Linked DNA regions of Zea mays: region 1 is linked to region 2. The links are chromatin contacts, called in public Hi-C maps. All regions are on one chromosome and are shown on one strand. Each heading gives the region's core, a stretch centred on a gene start, on an enhancer-like site or on the middle of the called end of the contact. The rest is flanking DNA. Distances are from core to core; before and after follow the strand shown. Region 1 holds the start of LOC103648253 (probable flavin-containing monooxygenase 1). Region 2 holds the start of LOC100280657 (60S ribosomal protein L4-like).

Region 1 (4,265 bases), core at 1,235-3,734, 150 kb after region 2:
GTGGCGGTAGTAACTGGTGTCGCAGGTGGTGCAACTGCCGGGATCGAGCTCCAACACCGCTGCCGCCGTACTGGTGCTGTTGCGGGAGCAGCGCATCCGCCACTTGTTGGCGAAGTGTGTGTCGATTGCCGGGTCAGGCGTGGTGCAGATAGCGGTGTGCGCGTCCCTGAGGATGGTGCTTTGCTGCATTTCCTCGAATACTACCTTGGCACCAATCAAGGTAGGCGAAAGCTTGAGGTACTGCAGCAGCAGGCACCCGATGTGCGACTTGACAGGGTCGAGGCGGGCGCACAGGAGCGTGTCCAAGGGCGTGGCGAGCTGCTCCTCGATGGCGCGGTCCTCGCCGTAAGTGTCCTCGATGCCGCCCGCCACGGTGGCTGCGTCGTTTAGGTCCATCACGAACGGCGCGTCGCTGCCGCGAATCCCCTTGAGCGTGCTCTCCATGTCGCCCGTGGCCGAAGCGCACCACCACAAGGTTGTCGCGGCTGCTGGTCCATCGCCGACGGACGCAGCGAGGGAGGCGTCGTCGAGCGAGGCGCATGCGGAGAGGTCGAGCCGCTCGAGCGTTAGGAACGCACGAAGTAGGCGCGGAAGTGGCTCGCGTCGGGGCAGCCATAGCGCGCGACAGTGCACGGCCTCGGCCATAGCATGCTCGGTGAGCCCCCAAGTCGAACAGGTGGTGGGCATGGCGAAGTTGGTGTTGCTGTGCGCGAGTTGAGACAGCGCAGCGCCGCCGCTACCATGGACGGAGTTGTATGAGCCATATTCGATGCCGGTGGCGATGAGCTCACCGGCGTGGTGGTTGTCGAACAACGCCTTGTCCGAGTGGGAGGTGACGAACGCCTCGTCGGGGTCGGAGTCGCGCAGGTTCGAAGAGATATCGCCGTCAGCATCACAGCCCTCGAAGAGCCCGCCCCAGTTGTCGGCAACGACAGATGGCGCTGCGTAGTACTCCTTGTCGTCATCGAAGCACCCGCCCCAGTTGTCGGCGATGACGACGGTCCCAACGGCCGCAGTCGGGGTGGGCGGCATGCTGGCGGATGTGTCGGAGGATTGGTGGACGCTGAGCAGTGTGGGCGGAAGGTCGAGGTACGCAGAAGGCGAGAAGCGCCGGTCCCAGCGAACCTCCAGCTCGTCGAATCGCCGGTTGAGCTCGTCGAGGATGAGCTTGAAATCGAGCGACATGGCGTGGGCAAATTGAAGTCGAGGATCGAACGAATCTGATACCAATTGTTAGCAGCAGGTAGTGGAGATAGATCCGAGACAGGAATTGGAGGTAGGAAGCAGGAACTGGGGATTCAGGAAGATAGCAAGAGATTCATAGGAACAGAGGAAGCAGAGGTTAGAGACGAAGAAGAAGGTATAGTTCTGTTTACAGTCTGAATATCTTCCTTGTCCTATGGACGATCTCCTCTAAATACTCGTTCAACTGGCTCAAGACATAAAATTACATTGCTGACCACTCTGGGCCGCTCAGCTTCACAATTGCCGTCCGGCTCGCTCACTCTGCCCCGGCCCAATTGTATTTATGTCCTCAGACGTAGCCTGTATCTGTCACTGGATGCCTGACACACTCGCCGGCGCCGGCGCCGCCGAAGGCCTGGCCGTTTCCGGCCCACTCCTCCCACGCGGCCACGTCCCGCTCGCCGACGCCGCGGTACTCCATGCCGACCACACGGCGGCCGAAGCGGACGCAGCCGAGCACGCCGAAGCGGCGCGCGTACGCGTCCAGGTACGCCGACACCTGGCGGTGGCTCGGGAACGTCTCCGTCACGCTCTCCGGCCACGGGAAGTCCGCGTACTGGTACAAGGGGCGCGGCGTCTGCAGCTCGGTGCAGGCCGGCGCGCGCGCCCACACGCCGCCCAGCACCGTGTCCGCCTCGAACACGGTCGGCCGGCACCCCAGCTCCAGGAGGTGCTTGCACGCCGCCAGGCCGCTCACGCCGGCCCCCACGATGACCACCCGCTTCTTCTCCATGCCAGCCGGCCGGCGCGGTGCGGAGGCTTGGCTAGCTGACGGCTGTGCTGTGCAGCTCAGCTAGCAAGCGCGCGTGAGCAAGTGGAAGACCTGGTGAGTGGTGACTGACTACCCTGATCAGTGAGGTGGCGATCTTATAGAAAGCTGGCGGTGCATGCAATATTGTATGAGCTCGTTCTCTGCATGCTAGCTTTTTAAAACTTTTGCTAACAAGTCAAACATCTGGGGTGCAGGCAGGCAGAGAGCTGGATCAGAGAATACCAAAAATGGATGTGATATAGCTTAGTTGTCACGGAACTACCAGCTCAATTGATTTTTTTTAAAATATAAATATAAATAGGATCAGGCTGCTAATAATAGGGAATCGATATAGTCGTCTCATGCCATGTGCCATCCTTTGGTGCTTGAGAATAAGAAACCAAGGATATCGGATCTTGTACTAGCTGTAGGATTCAGCATGGGGCGCGTGCGTGCACTATTGTATGAGAAAAAAAACAAAACAATCTACCATTGAGCAACAGAAGCCTTCATGGCTTCATCACATAATCCGATGCATTATTGTGTGTGACTTGTTTCTGCTGCCTGCCTGCCTGGCTTGCTCGATCATCTCTCATGCTCAGTTTACCTGGTGGTGCCATGCTGAGCGATGTCTTTTTTTTTGTAACCATTGTTAATATAGATTATCTCTGTCAACGATTATGCATGCTCAGGAATAATTGAGTTTTAATAACCTAGCTATGAGGCTGTGTGGGTAGCTTATTAAAAGGTTTCCATGTATTTGATATCCATAAAGCATATGCTCTATTTCATGGTGTATATATGGTTGAGATTGATGTATGAGTCATACATGAGCCCTTTGATACATAGAGAACTACGTGACAAGTATATATCAAACTTTGCATCAGTGTCTAACTAATATAAGGTTATGCGTGTTTAGGCTTCGATGGGTCGAGGCTCCGATGGGCCTCTCGTGCAAAGCCCAGCAAAATGCGCAGGAGCCCTCGTGCAAAGTCAAGCAATCCCTCGCTCGGCTCTGATCTGCTGTTAGGTCTCTCCTCCGCCTCCTGTCGGATGAACTCCTCAACGTTGTAGAGCTGATTTGGTGACCCAGGATCTCAGGAGGATTGGAGGGAATTAAGGGGGAAATAAACTATTTTACTCTCAATTCCCTCCAATCCTCCCGGGATCCCTACCTTAGGGCTGATTTGGGGCTGATTTGGTGACCGGGAATCCCGAGGGGAAGAAATCCTCTTGCTATTCAAAATTATGGATCCCCTAGGGATCCCTAATCACCAAATCAGCCCTTAGGAGATTTTCAAGCATGAACTGTCTTCCAAGGTGTCGATGTAGCTCTTCTCGAGTAGGTGCAGGAGTAGGTTAAAAACAAGGTCTGGTCTGAGTGAGCTGAAAGGATGAAACCAAATAAGCCAACATGCCATCATATCTAGACTAGGAGGATAGATGAATCTTATTACTAGCCACTAAAAAAAACAGCTGAAACGTGTAGCCCATTATTGTACCTACAAGGCTCTTTGGGCCCCTCGATTTTAGGCCCAGACTACGCTGCCAGTCCACCGTACTCTACTCTGTTTTTTTTTTCCTTCTTTTTTGGGCCCCTCCCCTCTCTGAGTATAAACAACTTTGATGAATGAATGGTTTGGGATCCACATGAATTTCAGTATCTGCAGCTTTGAACTACATAACGAATTTAGTTTCTGCTGCTTTGAACTATACTGCGCCAATGGCAGCGTCGGCATGCACAGCACAGAGGGCCACTGGCGCACGTGGCTGTTCCCGTCCCGTGGTGGCCCTCTGCGCAAGCAGAGACAGAGCAGCCGACGACGACGATGGCCAGCGACAGGAACTCATGGGGGACATGTAACATTGCTTTGCCACACACTACGGTTTTCAACAAATCAAATAAACGTAGAAGAAAAACACAGCGGGGATAGCTCAGTTGGGAGAGCGTCAGACTGAAGATCTGAAGGTCGCGTGTTCGATCCACGCTCACCGCATTTTTTATTATTTGTTTTACCTTTTTCTGCAATTCATTAAGTCATTTCATTGTTCTTCTGCTATTTGTTTTCTCTCTCCAATTCATTCAGTCATTCGATTTTTCTCTCTCTTTATTTTCTCTCCAATTCACAGGGTTGTTGCTTTAAATGTTTTACATGCTCTAAGGGCCTATTTATCAACAATGTTGTTTCTTAAAACTAATAGTTTTACAACATTATGATTATAGTGTTATACCAATGCAGCCTATAGAAAGAAGGTATATAGATAGATT
Region 2 (3,960 bases), core at 1,088-3,587:
TCACTTATCTTTGAGACGGATACGGAAGTACTACTACTACAAGGCCAAACGTCACCACGCCACAAGCATCATGAACAGACATTATGTGCACAAAACCATACCATAATTCAGATAATTGGTTCGAACATGCAAATACTATGCTCCCACGGCAATGGACAAACAAAACGAACATGCAGGCTTTAAAGTCCACAGATAGGTAACTTGTTGTGAAGATGCAGGATAAGACAGATTGATAAAATACTATTTCGTCTCAATACAAAGTTCAGCGACACAACTAATCAAAACTTAACTAGGTCTCAAAGGCCGCTTCACTGCGTCACTCCGAGCCACTTGGTGAAGTTCTCAAACTCGGTGTAGTCACTGTCCGAGATCATGGTCTTGTACCACGCCTTGCCGGCAGCCTTGACCTTGGCAGTCTCCTCCTACAGCAAACAAACATGTAATGTTAAGTTAATGGTTATCAACAAAGCAAATAGTCACATTATGATATTATAGAGATTCAAACAGTGATCGTATCAGTCAAGTCTACTCAAGTGCTTAAAACATCATGTAGAATCTACCTGATTAGAACATTAATCTCAGTCACGTTCTGGTTAGTTTCCACACGTCACCAGTTTAAAACAAAAAACCAGTGGTCAACAAAAAGTATCAAACTAAAATGTTCAACAGAAACAATATCCATACATACAATGGTCACACGATTGACTGAAGTCCAAGCCTCATTGTGCTTGTTTGGCTGCAATCCAGTCCCTAGCCTTGATAGGTGGATTGTAGTGGAGCAAAATAATCCCTCAAGAGTGATCTCGAACTATTTCAGATGGTAGGACACCACACCAGTATATTGCTAACATTTCTCTAGTCATCTAAATCAACAACATAATACAAGTAACACAAAAAGGCCTAACATGACCTACCAAGAACAACAAGCATTCAGTTCTAGTATATTATCGAGTAATGCATATGCAGTGCTCCGCGACTAGCTGACACAAGCATGCCAAAATTCCCAACTTTGTTAAAATATGTGCTACAGCGAACAAGTTAAAAGCTAAAGTAGCAGTATTCACTAGACAGCAAGCAAAGCACAAAATGTACAGTCCAGACAGCAGACATAACAAAGTCCCTGTAATGGAATATACCACATAACTAAATAGTTCCTATTTGAATGATCATATATTCACAATAGATGCACAATGGAGTGAGAGATGGTCATACCGAGGTAAGCTTGGTCCTCTTGGAATCAAGCTTCTCCTTCCGGGCCTTGACTCGGGCAGCCTCAGCAAGGGTGGCCATCTTCCGGGCAGTGCCGAGGTAGGGGTTCAGCTTGAGCACAGCAGCCATGTTCTTGAGCGGGTTCTTCCTCTTCTCCCTGCGCTTCACCTCCTTGTTGAGTGGCTTAACCACAGACTGCACCTCGTCAGAGTTGATAATCCTGCCCAGGTCAGCGTTGGCCATCTTGGGCCTCGGCAGAACAAAGCCCTTCTTCTTCTGCGACGGCGCGTCGAAGCTCCCATACACCTCCTCGAGCTTCTTGAACGCGCTCTCGGTCCAGATCACAAAGCGCCCGAGGTGGCCACCGGGGGCGAGGTCGAGCAGGTTGAGGCGCTCGACGTTGGCGACGTCCACGCCGGGGAGGTTGCGGAAGGCCTTGACGACCTTGGAGCCTTCTGTGCCGTAGACGACGAGCGGGCCCTTGCGGTTAATGTAGCGGCGGTTGCGCATCTTACCCTTGCCGGGGCGGATGCCGACGGAGTCCTTGGCCTTCTCGGCGTCGGCGTAGGCGCCGACCTGCTTCAGGATCTTGAGCGCCTGGGAGGTCTTCTCGATGGACTCTGCCGAGTCGGAGATAACCAGGGGCATCTCGGGAACGGTCTCGATGCGGTGGCCGCGCGCCTGGACGAGGGCCGGGACGGCGGTGGCGGCGAGCGCCGAGGCGACGGCGACGCGGCGGAGGTTGACGTTGACGCGGCGGTGCCACTTGCGCCAGATCTTGGTGGGCGCGAACATGCGTCCGCCGCGGCACATGTTGCCGAATGCTCCCTGGCCGGCGCGGTGGGTGCCGCCGCCGGGGACACGGGGGATACGGGACACAGCGCGGCCCGTACCCCAGGACTCGGCCGACGTCTGGTGGCCAGCGCGGCGGGAGACTGCGTAAGGCTGGCGCTTGTTGCAGGACAGCAGCTTGTGGGTGAAGCGGACCACGTCCGGGCGGATCGGTGCCCCGAAGACGGGCGGTAAGGCGATGCCGGGGGCGTCCGTGACCATGTCGCCCTCCAGGGCTTTCACGGAGACGAGAGGGCGGCTGGAGGCGGCCATGGCGGCGGTGGCTGTGATTTGGGCGGCGCGGCGGTGGTGCGAATGGAGGCTTGACGCAGTGGGAAGAGACTATATAGGTGGAGGTTACTAGGGTTTGTGTGCGGGGGGTCAGTGGGAGCGATCTGGTTCGTTGGTATGAAACGAGCGGTGGGATTTGAGTGAAATCGAGTGGGCTGGGCCTTGAGATCTCTGTCAGGCTGCTGTGCTAGACCATGCTGCGGTGCTGTAGCCCATTTTCGGAGCCGAGCCGAGGGAGGCCCGTAATGGCCTGATGGGTTCGTGAGAAGAGCTGGTTGAGCACTCCCACATGAGAAATAGCTCGACCCTGAGTTCTAGTGATTCTTTTTCTGTTCTTCCCTATGAGAATGTATTTGTTTCACTGAGCCTCTAGCTCACATGAGCACTTCAAACTTGGTGTATCCGTGACTAATCTAATGATGCAGACAATGTCCACTTATCTACTATGTCATGGGAGAAGGTAAATTGCCCACCTTGTTGGATTGCTCACGATTGTATTAGATTTAAAGTGTTCATATGAGCTGCTGCTGTTGCTGCTGCTACAATCCATAGAGATAAATATTGTAGAAGTCGCGGCCGTAGCTGGATTAAAACCGCAGCAAGCCTCCTATATCATACATTAGCAACCAATTCTTTTTCTAGTTAGCTGTTTAAATGCATCAAATTAAAATAGATTTATCGAATGTATTATTCGCTGACAACAAATTCTGGTTTATTTGTAATATATTTTTATTTGGTATGACATTTTTAATGGAAAACAGTTAAGTAATCTAGCCTACCAACCAAATAGTTTGTTAAATTGATTCTATCTCATCACTAAAAATGCTTCCTTTGAGTCTAAATTTATAGTAAAAGTAAGCTAAGTTTTTTGAGGTACCATGAGCTTTTATGTTGGGAATCCATATCTACTTCCTTAAAACCTCACCCCGTCTGCATGCACGCCTGCATTTCACGAATGTGAAGTCCATCTAGCTTGCGACGCGTGTCGGCTATGGTCGGACCCAAAATTTACATTCGATTCAGCGGATGAGCGTTACGTCCACCTGTCTGTTACCTCTTTCTCTTCTTTCTCTGCTTCCACTCCTGCTCGAGCCACCGCACCCTCGTCGCACGTCGTCGCCTCCGCGATGCACAGGATGACTCAGGCCTAGTTCACCGGTATGACCACCGCCTCCTCTGGCCCCACCGTCGAGTCGCATCCTTTCCTACTTGCCAATGGCCTCAGTGGTGCGAGGTAGAGAGGGCCTCGCCCATCCGGTGTTGCCCACACAGCGAGAGGAGTGATGTCGAAAATGCTCGGGAAGCACGGAGTAGGCACCGGAGTCAGCGACGTCGCACTAAGTTTATGGTTCCGACGATTTACCTCTCTTCCGTGTCGTGACCACCACGTGGGAGATCTATCCTAACTCATCTTATCCCTCGCCCCACCTCGCCTCGCCGGTGGCCCTGCCAGAGGGGCAGATGCAAATCCCCATCTCGTTGAGTCGACCGATGTGATGCATCGGACGAGGGCTGCTGACTTCCTCGGACGACGCATGCCCATCGTCTACCAGAAGGACAACGGTCCATGCCTGCTCCTCGACATATGTAAGCTCCCTCCCCCCTCATTCGACTCTCAAGGTGTGTGCC

Evidence for each region. Hi-C and Micro-C count contacts between places; a contact is called where the count stands out from the background.
Region 1: a Hi-C map of tassel shows a contact between it and region 2, with 2.7 times the contacts expected there. The contact joins the promoter of LOC103648253 here to the promoter of LOC100280657 in region 2. A contact is called at or near these places in 4 of 25 Hi-C or Micro-C datasets (ear, endosperm, leaf and 1 more).

Annotation. Positions count from the first base shown.
Region 1 is chr2:239,801,401-239,805,665 of Zm-B73-REFERENCE-NAM-5.0, forward strand. LOC103648253 (probable flavin-containing monooxygenase 1) reads right to left here and starts at 2,485. Exons shown (of 1, transcript XM_035965596.1): 1 at 1,298-2,485. The coding sequence starts at 1,978. The coding sequence ends at 1,535. It overlaps LOC103648252 (probable flavin-containing monooxygenase 1), which reads right to left and starts at 1,396. Exons shown (of 4, transcript XR_004856551.1): 1 at 205-1,396. It overlaps TRNAF-GAA (transfer RNA phenylalanine (anticodon GAA)), which reads left to right and starts at 3,921; the gene lies at 3,921-3,993.
Region 2 is chr2:239,655,545-239,659,504 of Zm-B73-REFERENCE-NAM-5.0, forward strand. LOC100280657 (60S ribosomal protein L4-like) reads right to left here and starts at 2,338. Exons shown (of 2, transcript NM_001374413.1): 1 at 1,213-2,338; 2 at 87-422. The coding sequence starts at 2,313. The coding sequence ends at 309.